Linked DNA regions of Mus musculus: all the other regions are linked to region 1. A link is a contact called in public Micro-C data. All regions are on one chromosome and are shown on one strand. Each heading gives the region's core, a stretch centred on a gene start, on an enhancer-like site or on the middle of the called end of the contact. The rest is flanking DNA. Distances are from core to core; before and after follow the strand shown. Region 1 holds the start of Ogfod3 (2-oxoglutarate and iron-dependent oxygenase domain containing 3). Region 2 holds the start of Fn3krp (fructosamine 3 kinase related protein). Region 3 holds the start of Rab40b (Rab40B, member RAS oncogene family).

The links. A called contact is a pair of places that touch in the nucleus more often than the background predicts.
Region 2: a contact with region 1 is called in a Micro-C map of embryonic stem cells, with 3 times the contacts expected there. The contact joins the promoter of Fn3krp here to the promoter of Ogfod3 in region 1. A contact is called at or near these places in 1 of 39 promoter capture datasets (pre-B cells), 1 of 484 Hi-C or Micro-C datasets (embryonic stem cells), 1 of 115 datasets of contacts at active chromatin or transcription factors (embryonic stem cells) and 3 of 9 other capture datasets (adipose tissue, liver and pancreatic islet).
Region 3: a contact with region 1 is called in a Micro-C map of embryonic stem cells, with 9 times the contacts expected there. The contact joins the promoter of Rab40b here to the promoter of Ogfod3 in region 1. A contact is called at or near these places in 3 of 484 Hi-C or Micro-C datasets (all in embryonic stem cells), 1 of 115 datasets of contacts at active chromatin or transcription factors (extraembryonic endoderm stem cells) and 3 of 9 other capture datasets (adipose tissue, liver and pancreatic islet).

What each region holds. Positions count from the first base shown.
Region 1 is chr11:121,202,917-121,206,984 of GRCm38.p6, forward strand. It overlaps Ogfod3 (2-oxoglutarate and iron-dependent oxygenase domain containing 3), which reads right to left and starts at 1,732. Exons shown (of 9, transcript NM_025402.2): 1 at 1,573-1,732; 2 at 1-192. The coding sequence starts at 1,646. It also overlaps a transcript of Hexdc not described here.
Region 2 is chr11:121,418,992-121,423,059 of GRCm38.p6, forward strand. Fn3krp (fructosamine 3 kinase related protein) reads left to right here and starts at 2,382. Exons shown (of 6, transcript NM_181420.3): 1 at 2,382-2,612. The coding sequence starts at 2,472.
Region 3 is chr11:121,385,887-121,389,954 of GRCm38.p6, forward strand. Rab40b (Rab40B, member RAS oncogene family) reads right to left here and starts at 2,365. Exons shown (of 6, transcript NM_139147.3): 1 at 2,112-2,365. The coding sequence starts at 2,256. Mir7236 (microRNA 7236) reads right to left here and starts at 1,318; the gene lies at 1,259-1,318.

The DNA.
Region 1 (4,068 bases), core at 482-2,981:
TCCTCAGAGCAGGGAACCTCAATGAACCTGCCTTCTAGGACCTCACCACGACGGGCCACAACCTCAGCAACATCATCATCGATCCCCACACTACTCCAGAGCAGACATGTGACCAGAGCAAGGCCGACCCCAAAGGCCACAATCCTTAGCCATGTCCTCTGTGCCTCCCGAGGCAGCCGGTCCTTCTTGGTACTAAAGAAAGAGACGATAACCAGCCACTGGATGCAGCCATCATACTAAGCATGCCAATCAAACTCACAAGATGTTCACACTGGATGCCACCAGGCTTGGGCTGTGTCTACACTGATCTCTGATCAAGATGGATGCATCCCATCAATCCTGAGATATGGGAAGTACTTGTAAGCTAATTATGAGGCAGCTGGTGGGAAGTAGGGCATCTACTTCCATCCACAACTCAAGCTTATCAGGATGCCCACCATCACCACCCCTCAGAAGAGCTTCCCAGGCAGTATATGGACCTGTCTTCTCTGACCAGACAGGGCTGAATATGTGCTTCAATGGGCAAAAAAATTGTGGGCTGACCATAGGTAATTTCTGTCCAGCCCACAGAGCACCTATTTGGAGGATTGTCAGGGCATGTGAGTCTCTGATCACTCATGCATCCATATATGACTGCCCCATCCCAAGCCTGTGTTTCTACACGAACACATGTGTACGTAAACCAGCGTACATGAAGCATATCTACTTAACTCAAATCATAAACCTGGAGCCAGAAAGAGCACAGAAGAATGTCAGAAATGATATGTGTAAGTTTCCTCTACGACCCAGGTCTGTGTGGTCCGGTCCCTGATGAAGCTGTGTCTGTGTCTCTACACTTCTGTGTGTATAACTAGAGTGGCTGAGCTCTGCTGTCCAGGAAAGGTCTCAAAATACATGCAGAATTGTCAGAGTTAGGTCCCTGTCCCTAAGGACTCCGTTTCTTAGTTACCATTTCAGGTGTGGGTTTGACAGAGGCTCACAAGGCCAGTTTTGGATAGGTGAGGTGTGAAAGGCTGGGATGAGGTAACCAGCAGAGATGTGAGGAGACAGACCATGTAGTGGGTGGGGAGTCCTAAAGGCTCAAAAAGGGTCCCTAGCGAGAGAAACCTGTTCACGTGACTGAATGCAGCTCGACTCCAAGAAGAGGTTTCCTGTGGGCAGGGCCTCTGTGCAGAGCTTGGAGGTGGGCAGCCACGTGGACATTTTCACTATAGAAAGGATGCCGCAGGATACACTAACCAAGTCACGCCCCAACACATCAATCACGCCCACACTACCACGCCCTCTCTCTAAATTAAGCCTGCTCAAGTCTCAGTAGGGCTGGTCCCACCTGTCACCTCTAGCCAGGGACCAACCCAGACACGAGTCAGACCCCGCCTTGTCATGAGCACGTCCCACCCCTGTTAGGTCCCACCCCTGGGATGGCCACGCCTCACTCTGCCAAGGACACAGCAATCAAGACCACGCTCTGCCTCCCTCCGACCCCGCCCTCGGAGTGGCCACGCCCACACACACCAGTCAGGCTCCGCCCGCTGTGGCGCGCGGCCTCCCGGTCCCTAAGGATCCCGCTACCTGGTCGCGCGCCGGCGCTCTGCAGCACTACTTCCCTCGGGAATTCTGGGTGGTCCCCTCCGCTGAGGCGCCATCGGGCCCAGCCGTCGCAGAGCCAGCTACGACACGAGAGCCACCAAACTCGGGGCAATAGCTGCGACAGCGAAAGCGAGGCGGGAACGGGGTCGGGACGCGGGAGCGACGCGCTCGGTCTTCGTCCGGCTCACGGCCAGACGAGAGCAATCGGAGGCCGAGCGGTGGCGGGGGTGGGGTGGGGTGGGGGGAGGCGGAGCCTTCTCGGCCCTTGGCACTGCAACCCTGAGGCACCTGCGGAATTCTGTCTTCTCCTGTAGCTGGGCTGCGGCGGCGACGCGGGTGAGTCAAGCCCACAGCCACCGATTGTGCTGGGCCCGGATGACCTGTCTCCTACGGCCGCCGCCCTCTCCTTTCCCCGGCCCCGAGAGCTGCATTGAGAAGCCTGTCAGGGACTTTGAACTGCCTGAGAGTGGCAGGTCGGGCAGGGTTGGGGATTGAGGGCGAGCGTAGGGGGGGTGTGGTTCCTAAGGCTAGGACTTTTGAGTCCTTGCACAGGACGAGCAGGTGAAATCATGCAACTGGATGCACAACTCTGTAATTCTTTTTAATAATCGCTTGTGATTTTACAGAAGGTAGGAAAACTGTTTCTAATATCTTGACTGCTTCAGTGTCCTCCAGAAATGAACTGTAATGGAAACTATAGTCAGTTCTGATATATGTAGAGTTTATTCCCTTTTCAGGTTATTGTTGTTGTTATTTGCAGTAGCCAGGGTGGATCGCAGGGTTCCTGGCATAATGAGCAGCCGGTGCTGTATCACGGAGCTAGTCACCATCTCTCCAAATTACCACTGCCTTAATTGTTTTTCAGTACGAGGAATTGAACCTAAGGCCTTCTGCATGCTAGACAAGTGTTGTACCACTAAGCAATCCAGTCCTTATTTTACTTATTAGTCTGGAGACAGGGTCTTATTAAGTTGCAAAGTCTAGCCTTGACCTTCCTTTATAGCCCAGGCAAGTCTTAAACTTTAATCCTCCTTCCTCAGGAGGGGGTGGGGTGGTGTACTGGCTAGCTTTGTGTCAACTTGACACAGCTGGAGTTATCACAGAGAAAGGAGCTTCAGTTGAGGAAATGCCTCCATGAGATCCAACTGTAAGGCATTTTCTCAATTAGTGATCAAGGGGGAAAGGCCCCTTGTGGGTGGGACCATCTCAGGGCTGGTAGTCTTAGTTCTATAAGAGAGCAGGCTGAGCAAGCCAGGTGAGGCAAGCCAATGAAGAACATCCCTCCATGGCCTCTGCATCAGCTCCTGCTTCCTGACCTGCTTGAGTTCCAGTCCTGACTTCCTTTGGTGATGAACAGCAGTATGGAAGTGTAAGCCGAATAAACCCTTTCCTCCCCAACTTGCTTCTTGGTCATGATGTTTGTGCAGGAATAGAAACCCTGACTAAGACAAATTGGTACCAGGAGTGGGGTATTCCTGTGACAACCTGACCATGTTCTGGGGAGGACTGTGGAAGGACTTTGGAACTTTGGGCTTGAAGATCCATTCGTTGTTAAGAGCTCTGTCAGATGTTGTGTAGGAGCTTGGAAGATAATGTTGAGAACAGTGCAGAAGATGGAGGTTTGGTTTGTGAAATTTCAGAGGGAAAATTAAAGACTCTTTTCAGGGCCATTGCTGTTTTGATTGTGAAGATTCTGTAGTTCTGGTTAGCTGGGGCTGAAGAATCAGCTGTGATTAACAAGATACCAGAACTACTAAAGCAAAAACTTTGCATTACTGGGACTATTGATGCTGGTTAGCTGGAGCTAAGAAATTAGCGGTGATTAAGAAGAGACCAGCATCATTGAGGTGACATCTTCTGGGAGGTGTTTTCTGAGAGCACAGTGGCTGTGTTCCAGATATAGCCAAAGTTGTACCTTGTGCTGTGGCTGGACTTGGTAATGTGTAAGAGTCACCCAGGTGGTACTGGTTTTGAAGGCATGAAGGAGTTGAGCAGAACAGCTGAGGATTGGCACTGTGAGAGGCCATGGAAGGCCATTGGTGAAAGTGCAGCCTCAGTTGCAATTGATGGCCCAGGACTGAAGGGGTCATGCAGTGTTTTGGAGATGCCAGTACCATGAGATGACCACCAAGAGCAGCAGCAGCAGTGGAGTACAGGCATCTGGAGCCTAGAGGATGACACATGTGCTACAAAGGGCCTGGCTGGAGAAGTGACCCAAGCCCTTGGAGGAGCCCAGAAGATCGTGAGTTGGATCCCAGACATTGGACGGTTAGAGATTGACTTTTGCTTTTGATTGTGACTGTGCCCTGATATTTTCCCTCTTGAAGGAAGAAACTGTTTTAGTGGAGCCCACAGTTAAGAGACTTTTAATTGTAAAAAGACTTTGGATTTTAAAAGAGATGGATATTTTAAAGAGATTGAAATTTTAAGCATATGTAAAGACTGTGGGACTTTTAAAGTTATTTAGAATGGGGATGA
Region 2 (4,068 bases), core at 1,132-3,631, 220 kb after region 1:
ACATTTCCCTCCACAGTGTAGGCCAGCTAGAGGTCTCAACAGAACAAATCAACCATCCACGAGAAGGAATTTTGTGGGAGGAGGACCGTGACTCAGACAACATCTCTTTATCTCCAGCCTGCCAGCAGATCCTACTGATTCCAGATTTGCAGTTTCTTAAGTCTCTTTATACATGCATCCTGCTGGGTTTTTTCCTCTGAGCAAGACAGATTTTTAACCTGTGTTGGAACTGAACACAGTTCTGGCTGAGACACAAGCTAATCTGTTAATCTCATATAATACAAAACTCCTGTATTGGAAGCAGCATGCCCCTCCAGTTTAGGACTTACACACTTAAACAGTCTGAGTCCTGCACTGCAGATCATTGTCACAGACCTGGAAGCTCGGACAGACTGAGAGGACAGCTGAGCTGAGTGCTGGAGGGTGAGCATCCAGGGTATAAGTTATAACTTTGCTCCTGCAGGGGAACGTTTCTCCAGCAAAAATGTTGTAGCTCTGCTCCAGTGGGGGAAAATTTCCTCAAGACAAGTGTTACAGCTCTGCTCCACAAAATCACACTGCACAACAAACCTCATACGAGATATTTATTGGGAGGGAAAACCCAGGAGGGTGGCTGCCTCTGCTTGGATGAGAAGCAGCAGGGAGCAGAGCAGAACACAGGCTTTGTGAGGGGTTTCTTGGGGTGAAGGTGGGGAGCTTTCCAGATTGTCCTGGAGATTGGTGAAATTTTTGTGGCCTAAACTTGGGGCAAGTTTAGAGATTGGCGTGATTTCATGTTCAGGGATTGGTGTTTCTGTTTCTTGGCCCTGGATTTGGCTTGGAGTCAAGTCAGGGTCAAGGTGTTTTTCCCTTTGTCTCTGGTCCTTTTACTCTACGTTTGGGACAGGGAGGGCTGGAGAGGGTCTTTATAACCATTACAGCTAGCAGAATAAGGATAGACAGGCAGAGGCAAGAAGTCAGTTCTGGGTTTTGTTTTGTTTTGTTTTGTTTGTTTGTTTTTGAGACAGGGTTTCTCTGTGTAGCCCTGGTGTCCTGGAACTCACTCTGTAGACCAGGCTGGCTTTGAACTCAGAAATCCACCTGCCTCTGTCTCCCAAGTGCTGGGATTAAAGGCAAGTGTCACCACTGCCCGGTAGTGGCAGTTCTGTTTAATAAGACTAGGTGACTGGCGTTGGTTCAAACTTCAAGTCTGACCCAGTGTAGTTTATTTAGGCATATTTTAGTCGCAGCACAATTTAGTGAAAAATTTCCTGGTGATCAACTCAATCTTGTGTGCAAAATAAAACTTAAGGTGTGAGTATGTTGAAACTCTTTGTGACGTACATGTGACATTGTGAAAGCCAAAGTTATGTTTTAAGTTTTAATTACTATGCCTAAGCGATCCATGAAAAAAAAAAATGCATCTGACCTGTAAGCTCCTTGCCCAAGGACAGATACTTCTTGAAATGCTAAAGGCTATTATTTATGGAAAATAACAAGTCACGAGTTTTCACTTCTTTAAACAAGTTTATTTGGCCCATCTATACCAGATCTGCTTGCTCACACGTGGAAGGGAGGTATATGAGTAGGAAATACGTCAGAATGTATGCTTGCCACTGATTGGACCTGACTGGAAATGCGCTGAATTGTGTTTTTTGCTTTTTTAAGCCCCTGCAAAATCTGACTGGGGCCATTTCCCTGGGAACCTGGGCAAGGATCTGACCAAAGTACATCCACGTGGGCAGTACTTAAAGTATTAAAGCTTACATGAAATTTAATTTAATTTATGTGGTCTTATTCTTGACCAGTGGGATCAACATCTTAAAGATCGGTTCTGTAGATTGACAAACTCATGAGAAGGGTTTGGGAGAGGATCCCGTGTGGTCCAGCACACAGATTAGTACAAAGGTCCTGGGCAACTACATCTGCTCACAGGCTATGCATCCTTTCCTTCGAAGGAACAACTCTGCGTTACATTCCTGGTTCTACTAGTGCTTAACTTGTAGGCACAAGGACCTCCATACCTCCCACAGGAGGGCAGGCCTCCTGGCCAGGGAAATGGTCTCGCGGCCAGCACATCCCTGAGAAAGGATGCGTCATCCTCTGCAAAACCCTAAGGGCTCAGCTTCACCTCGCTGGCGGTTTCAGACAGAACCCGGAGCGGAGGGAGCAACCTCCGTCCTTCTACACAGCTGTCTGGGAATTGTTTTAAACAGGTTTGAATTGAGAGAGTTCAGCACACCAGAGCGGGGAGGCTGGGCGCTCCACCCACTTACCACCCGGCTCCTGCGCTCCAGCAGCCAGAGAAAACTTGGCAGCGGTCTCTCTGCCTCTCAACCAATCCTAACCAGTCAGGCCACGCCCCTCCCAAAGGTTTCCCCGCCCCTTCCTTCTTGTCACCCAATCCCGTCACTGGTCTGTGTCTACCCCGCCCCGCCCCTGTACCCGCTTCTGCTCCAGGCCTGAACTGGGTCGGCTGGGGAACTGCTCTCATGGAGACCCTGCTTAAGCGGGAGCTGGGCTGCAGCTCGGTCAAAGCTACGGGTCACTCGGGAGGCGGGTGCATTAGCCAGGGCCAGAGTTATGACACGGACAAAGGACGAGTGTTTGTGAAAGTGAACTCCAAGGCAGAGGTAGGGCCACCGGCGCTGGGTGAGGGTCGGGCTCGTTGACCCGAGGCTAAAATGGGGCGGTGGTTTGGGTCCGGGGTGTGTGAGATCCTGAGCTGACCCGGGTTGGGTAGCGCTAGAGACTCAGTCTTCAGCGACAGTCTCTGCCCGCTGTCCACAGCCCGGCGATTTCCCTTTGGCCTCCGGCTTCCCTGCCCTTGCCCGCTGTGCCCGCTAAGGCAACGGTGGCTATGCAGGTGCAGCGCGTGGTATTCAGAGATTGCTATGCCCGCTTCTTTGAGAAAGCCTTCACGTCTGGCTGGTTAGTTTTGAGAAACGCCAGAGTACTCGTGTTTATCTGGAGCTTATTTCAAAACTCAGATCAAAGATCTTAAAGGATCAAAATAACACACTCATCCCACCACGTTCTGTTTGAGAGTGAACTTTTTCTGAAGCGCCCAATGGAAGATAGGGTGAGAGCCCCAAGGCTTCAGTTGTGTTCCTGGTTGCTGCTGTCCCTTTGTCATTTTAAGCTGTTCACTCCAGGTTTTGTTTGGAAGGGACGTGGATGGCTTCTGTAGAACTTGGCAAAGTTTTTTTAAAGACGAAACTGAAGGTGTTTATCTTCTTGTTAAGCCCTACACACCCTCCACGTTAGAGTTGGTTTCTGTCACTAAGGCTGACTTCCAAACTCAACCCTTTTGTTTCTGTCTCTTGGAGTGCTGGGATTGCAGGTTCTAGCCACGAGCCTAGCTTTTTGCATTTGTGGTCATTTTTCTTTCAAGAAAGGAACCTGCCTCTCCCATGTGTGTTAACCTTTGGAATACCCTTATTTTCTCAGGACTTGCCTCAACCCCTGTCTTCAGCCATCAGTTTGCCCTCAGCCACAGTCTTCGTGGTCTCCTGCATGTTCTACAGCTGGGCCTCTCTGTTCTGGTTTTGCTTGTTTTTATATAGTAGCCTTTCTCTACAGCCCTCAGTATTTCCACTTTGATTTGTTTTTTCTTTGTGATGACAGGTTGAACCCAGAGCCATGCACATCCTAAGCAAGTATGATACATACCACTGAGCTGCATCTTCAAACTAGTGGTGTGTGTGTGTGTGTTTTCTGTTGTTTGGAGTTGAGTTCAGGCTCTTTTCTCTCTTTTTCTTTTTCTTGTCTTTTTTCTTTTTGGTTATTGTTTAATTTCTTGAAACAGGATCTCACTACGTAGCCCAGAATGGCCTTGAACTGACAGAGATGTGCCTACTTCCTTCGAGTTTACATTCTCTCTCGCAGGAAGTGGGGTTTGCTTGTTTTGAGGCAGTTTCCATCTGTATGTAGCCCAGGCTAGTCTGGAACTTACTATGGAATCCTCAGCCTCTCAAGTGGTAGGATTCCATATGTTAGCCAGCATGAACTGCCGAGTTCTTTTTTAAAAGATTTATTTATTTATTCAGTTTTAAAGACAATACGTATGTGTGTATATGTGGTGTAGGA
Region 3 (4,068 bases), core at 1,115-3,614, 180 kb after region 1:
TTCAAAAATTCCTAAAGAAAGGCAAATCTCCCATTTAGAAAATCAGTTGGCATGATGTTTTCACCATAACAACATCAGATACCAGAAAGACTGTGAACAAGTTACCAGGTATTGAGGGGAAAGAGCAGGACAGTCTAAGAACACTGTGTGCAGCCAAAGACAGACAACATAGTCTCAGCACAAGCAACTCAGAAGGTTTTAAACTCAGGAGTAGCTATAGTTAAGAGTTAGCCAACACTGAACTCATTTTTTTTTTTCTGAGACAGGGTTTCTCTGTGTAGCCCTGGCTGTCCTGGAACTCAATCTGTAGACCAGACTGGCCTTGAACTCAGAGATCCGCCTGCCTCTGCCTCCCGAGTGCTGGGATTAAAGGCGTGCTGCCACCAATGCCTGGCTCTGAATTCATTTAAATACTGCATGAATACTGAGCACCGGTATTAGATCTACAAAATGAAACTGAGCGTTCCAAACCTCTGAAGTATGGAAATTGCAAAGTGGGCTACAAAACCCGGACATGGAAGAAGAGAGTGGAGCATGAAACCGAGAGTGGAGCATGAAGCCGGGAAGACCGCATCTTCCACTGCCAGAGCACTGAGAGAGACACTCAGAGACTGAGAGAATGTCTTTATAACAAAATAATGACCCAAGCTTCATAACGTTTACCTCACCCCTACTTGTTTATTTTCCTGCTTTTTTTTTTATCTCCCCTCCCTAATTTACTCCCTCCCATTTTGTTTTGTTTTTTTTTCCCCAGACAGGGTCTCATACTGTAGCACAGACTGGCCTCAAACTCATGGCAATTCCCCACCCCCACCCCCCTGCTTCTTGAATGCTGGGATTACAGGTGTGAGCTGCCATACCTGGCTTGCTCTTCCCATGCTCTTTTCTTAGCCCTAAGAGAAATATGTAGTAAATCAAAAAGCCACAATGGCCACAACTACGGCATCAATTCTCCTCAATCTCTTAGACCATGTTGACAACAGAAAACAGACAAAAGCAACAGAAGTGCAGTGGGCCTTGCTCAAGCCAACCAGCAGCAAGTCTGCTCACATGTCATCCACATCTTTCTCTCTGCCCACATCAGTCATTTACTGTGGGACTCACGTCCCCTTTGGGGGCTTGTTAAACGTTTTACTCTTTTGCCTCTGCTGAAGCCTGGGTGTTTCATTGAGCACCAGGACCTGAAGACAGCCCTGTCTTCAGTCACGCCCTTGTTCTCGCAGTAATGCTGTCCAACAGAGCTTTGTCCTAAAGGAAAGGTCTAAATCTGTGCGGTCCAACCTGGTAGTTAAATGGCATTGGACCACACAGTTTTAGGGCCTTGCCTTGTGGCATTGCCAGGGGGCTGGAGATGCAGGAAGCAGTCTGCAAGCCCAAAGAACAGAGGGTGGCAGGCCTCAGGGCAGGGTCTGTATTAGAAAGGTGTGTTGAAACCCCCACAACAACACAATAGGCATTCACTGAAGTCTGTGCACAGCCACAGTCAAAGGGATGGATCACTACGTGACTATTCTTGGATGTTCTGCTCAGGATTCTGCCACTCTGTCTCCTTCCTCTGGGGTGCAAGATCTTAAACTTCAGGCTTCTAGGACACTCACTGCTCACTGCCCTGGAGCCTGAGACGCTCTGGTCTCACCCGTGTCCAGTCTCCTGGACTCCAGTCTCTTAGTTGGGTTCCTTCCTACACCCTAGCCAATTCTACAGGGTCACTTAGATTCCTCTTCCTCCTCTTGGAAGTCCTGTCCACTAGGACACAGAGCTTAGTGCTTGGAATCAAAGGCTGGAGTCTAGTCTTGCTACTCTCTGCTTGCAGTTCCACGCACCAAAAGGTCATAGCCTCAGAGACTGTGGTCTCAGACCTCAGCTCCGTGGACCGCTGTCTCTCTGCCCACGCCTCCTGTAATCCCACACACTTCTCCGAACACGTAGCTAGCACCTGCGATGTCCCTCGACGACCACCCTGAGCTGCTTTGCGGACTCCGTCCACAGAGCGCAGTCTTCCCCAGCATGCGGTTCCTAGCCCTGCCCAGCCGCTCCCGGGACCCACGCTGGAGAGGCCGCTCGCACCGACACCCCAGCGCTGCGCCTCCGGGTGCTGCAGCCGCGCTCACCCGCCGGGTGGCCGTAAGGAGACTCGGCTGCTCCGTCCTGCAAGCTGGCCAGGATCTCTCCCTTGCCCACGTCGCTGTCGCCCACCAACAGGAACTTAAGTAGAAAATCGTAGGCCCGCACCGGGCTGCCCAGGGAGCTCATCATGCCGGCCCAGCCACCCCGCCCATACCGGCCCAAGGCTGCGCGCAGGCGGCGGAGGGTCCCCGAGCGCCGCGGGCCCCTCGAACGCTCCACCGGTCGGGGGAGCTTGACAGCTGAAGAGCCCCGCCCACCTTACCTTGCCATTGGCGAGCCTCAGTTGCTGAGGTATATACACATGCTCATTGGTTAGCAAGCTCGCCCATCTATTTCTTTACGCCTCCGCACCACGCCCACCGCCTCTCCTGGGAGGACTTGTTGCCTAAGCCAATGGAGGTCCGAAGGCCGAGCCAGAAGAAACCGAAGGGGGGGGGAGAGGTTTGCTCCTGCAAACCAATGGAAGAATGGCATAGAGAGGAGGGGCGTGGTCAGTGTTTACTCCCTCCCCTGTATCAGTGCGTAACAGGAGTTGGCTCCAGATTGGTGTGGGAAGTGTTGAATCCCTGCCTGGAAACGAGAATTTGTCCCACAGCTCCACAGAGCTTTGAATGCTAGCGTGAGAGCTTAGCATGTTCATGTGTTCATGTAGGCATCAGATGTAACTAAAGTTACAGGTAGTTGTGAGTTTCAGCACCAAGTGGACACATGGACAAGTGCACCTCTAAAGGTGTCTGCTAGTGGGTGCCTCGAGGTCTCCACGGGTTTCTGTCCATGCATGTCAGTGTGAGTGTGTGTGTGTGTGTGTGCATCGTGTGCCTGTGAGGTTGTTGTCAGAGAGCACATGACGGGGACCTGTCTGTCTCTGATCTCTTTTACCCCAAGGGAGCAGTGAATCTGCTCTCTGTTCAGGAGCACCTCACCAGTGGGAACTAAGTTATTTAGAGTAATCATAGTTTAGCATCCCCGCTACCTACATCTTTATACAACCTGAAGTGGAAGCACCTCTTGCAATCGTGCCTCCTCTCTGTTAAGAAGGATACATTTCCGGATGGAAAAGAAAAAGCAGTGGATGAAAATTACGAAAGCATTTGTGAACATTGTTCTAAGCGCCACAGCTGTGCTGTGATTCAGGACAAGGCCGGTTTGGCTCAGAACAGGCTGGTCTTGGAGCAAGGTGACCGCTGCCTCCCTGCAGGAACACTATCCTTTCAAAGAGTTGACTATAATAAGCTCTAATTACAAGATATGGCTGCCAGTCTAGAATAGGTAATTGAGATAGGGTTTTTCGAGACAGGGTTTCCCTGAGTAGCCCTTTCTGTCCTGAAACTGGCTTTGTAGATCAGGCTGGTCTTGAGATCTGCCTGCCTCTGCCTCCTGAGTGTGGTATTAAAGACATCGGCCACCACTACCCAGCTAGAATGGATGGTCTCGCTGAGCCATTTTTGACTCAGAATACTATCTTTGACTCAAGATTACACTGTTGCTAACCAAGAATACCTGAGCTGTAATTATTTCAGAGGACCATGACATGGCAACAATCGCCCACACAGAAAAACCTTCCTTAGAGAGAGCGCTTTAGAATGTCTGAGTCCAGACAGCCTTTCCCTATTGATTTGCCAACTAAAGCTGCACTAGAGTGTATTAGATAAATTCTACTTTTGCCTTTTTCTGTCACAACTCATATCTCACCAGCCTATCATTGTCATCCATGTGGGATGACAGCATTTGAGGTAAGAGTTTAGCCAGTGTGATGGCTTGCCTGTAATCCTGTGATTGGTAATCTCCTCAACGTGGTAGGATCTGAAATCACCTAAGAATCACACTCCTTGGCATGTCTGTGAGGGTGTTTCCAGAGAGCATTGAGGGAGAAAAGATTAAGTAGCTGCCATCTTACATGAAGATGTACAGACATTAAGAGGTACAAGGAGAAGCAGTATC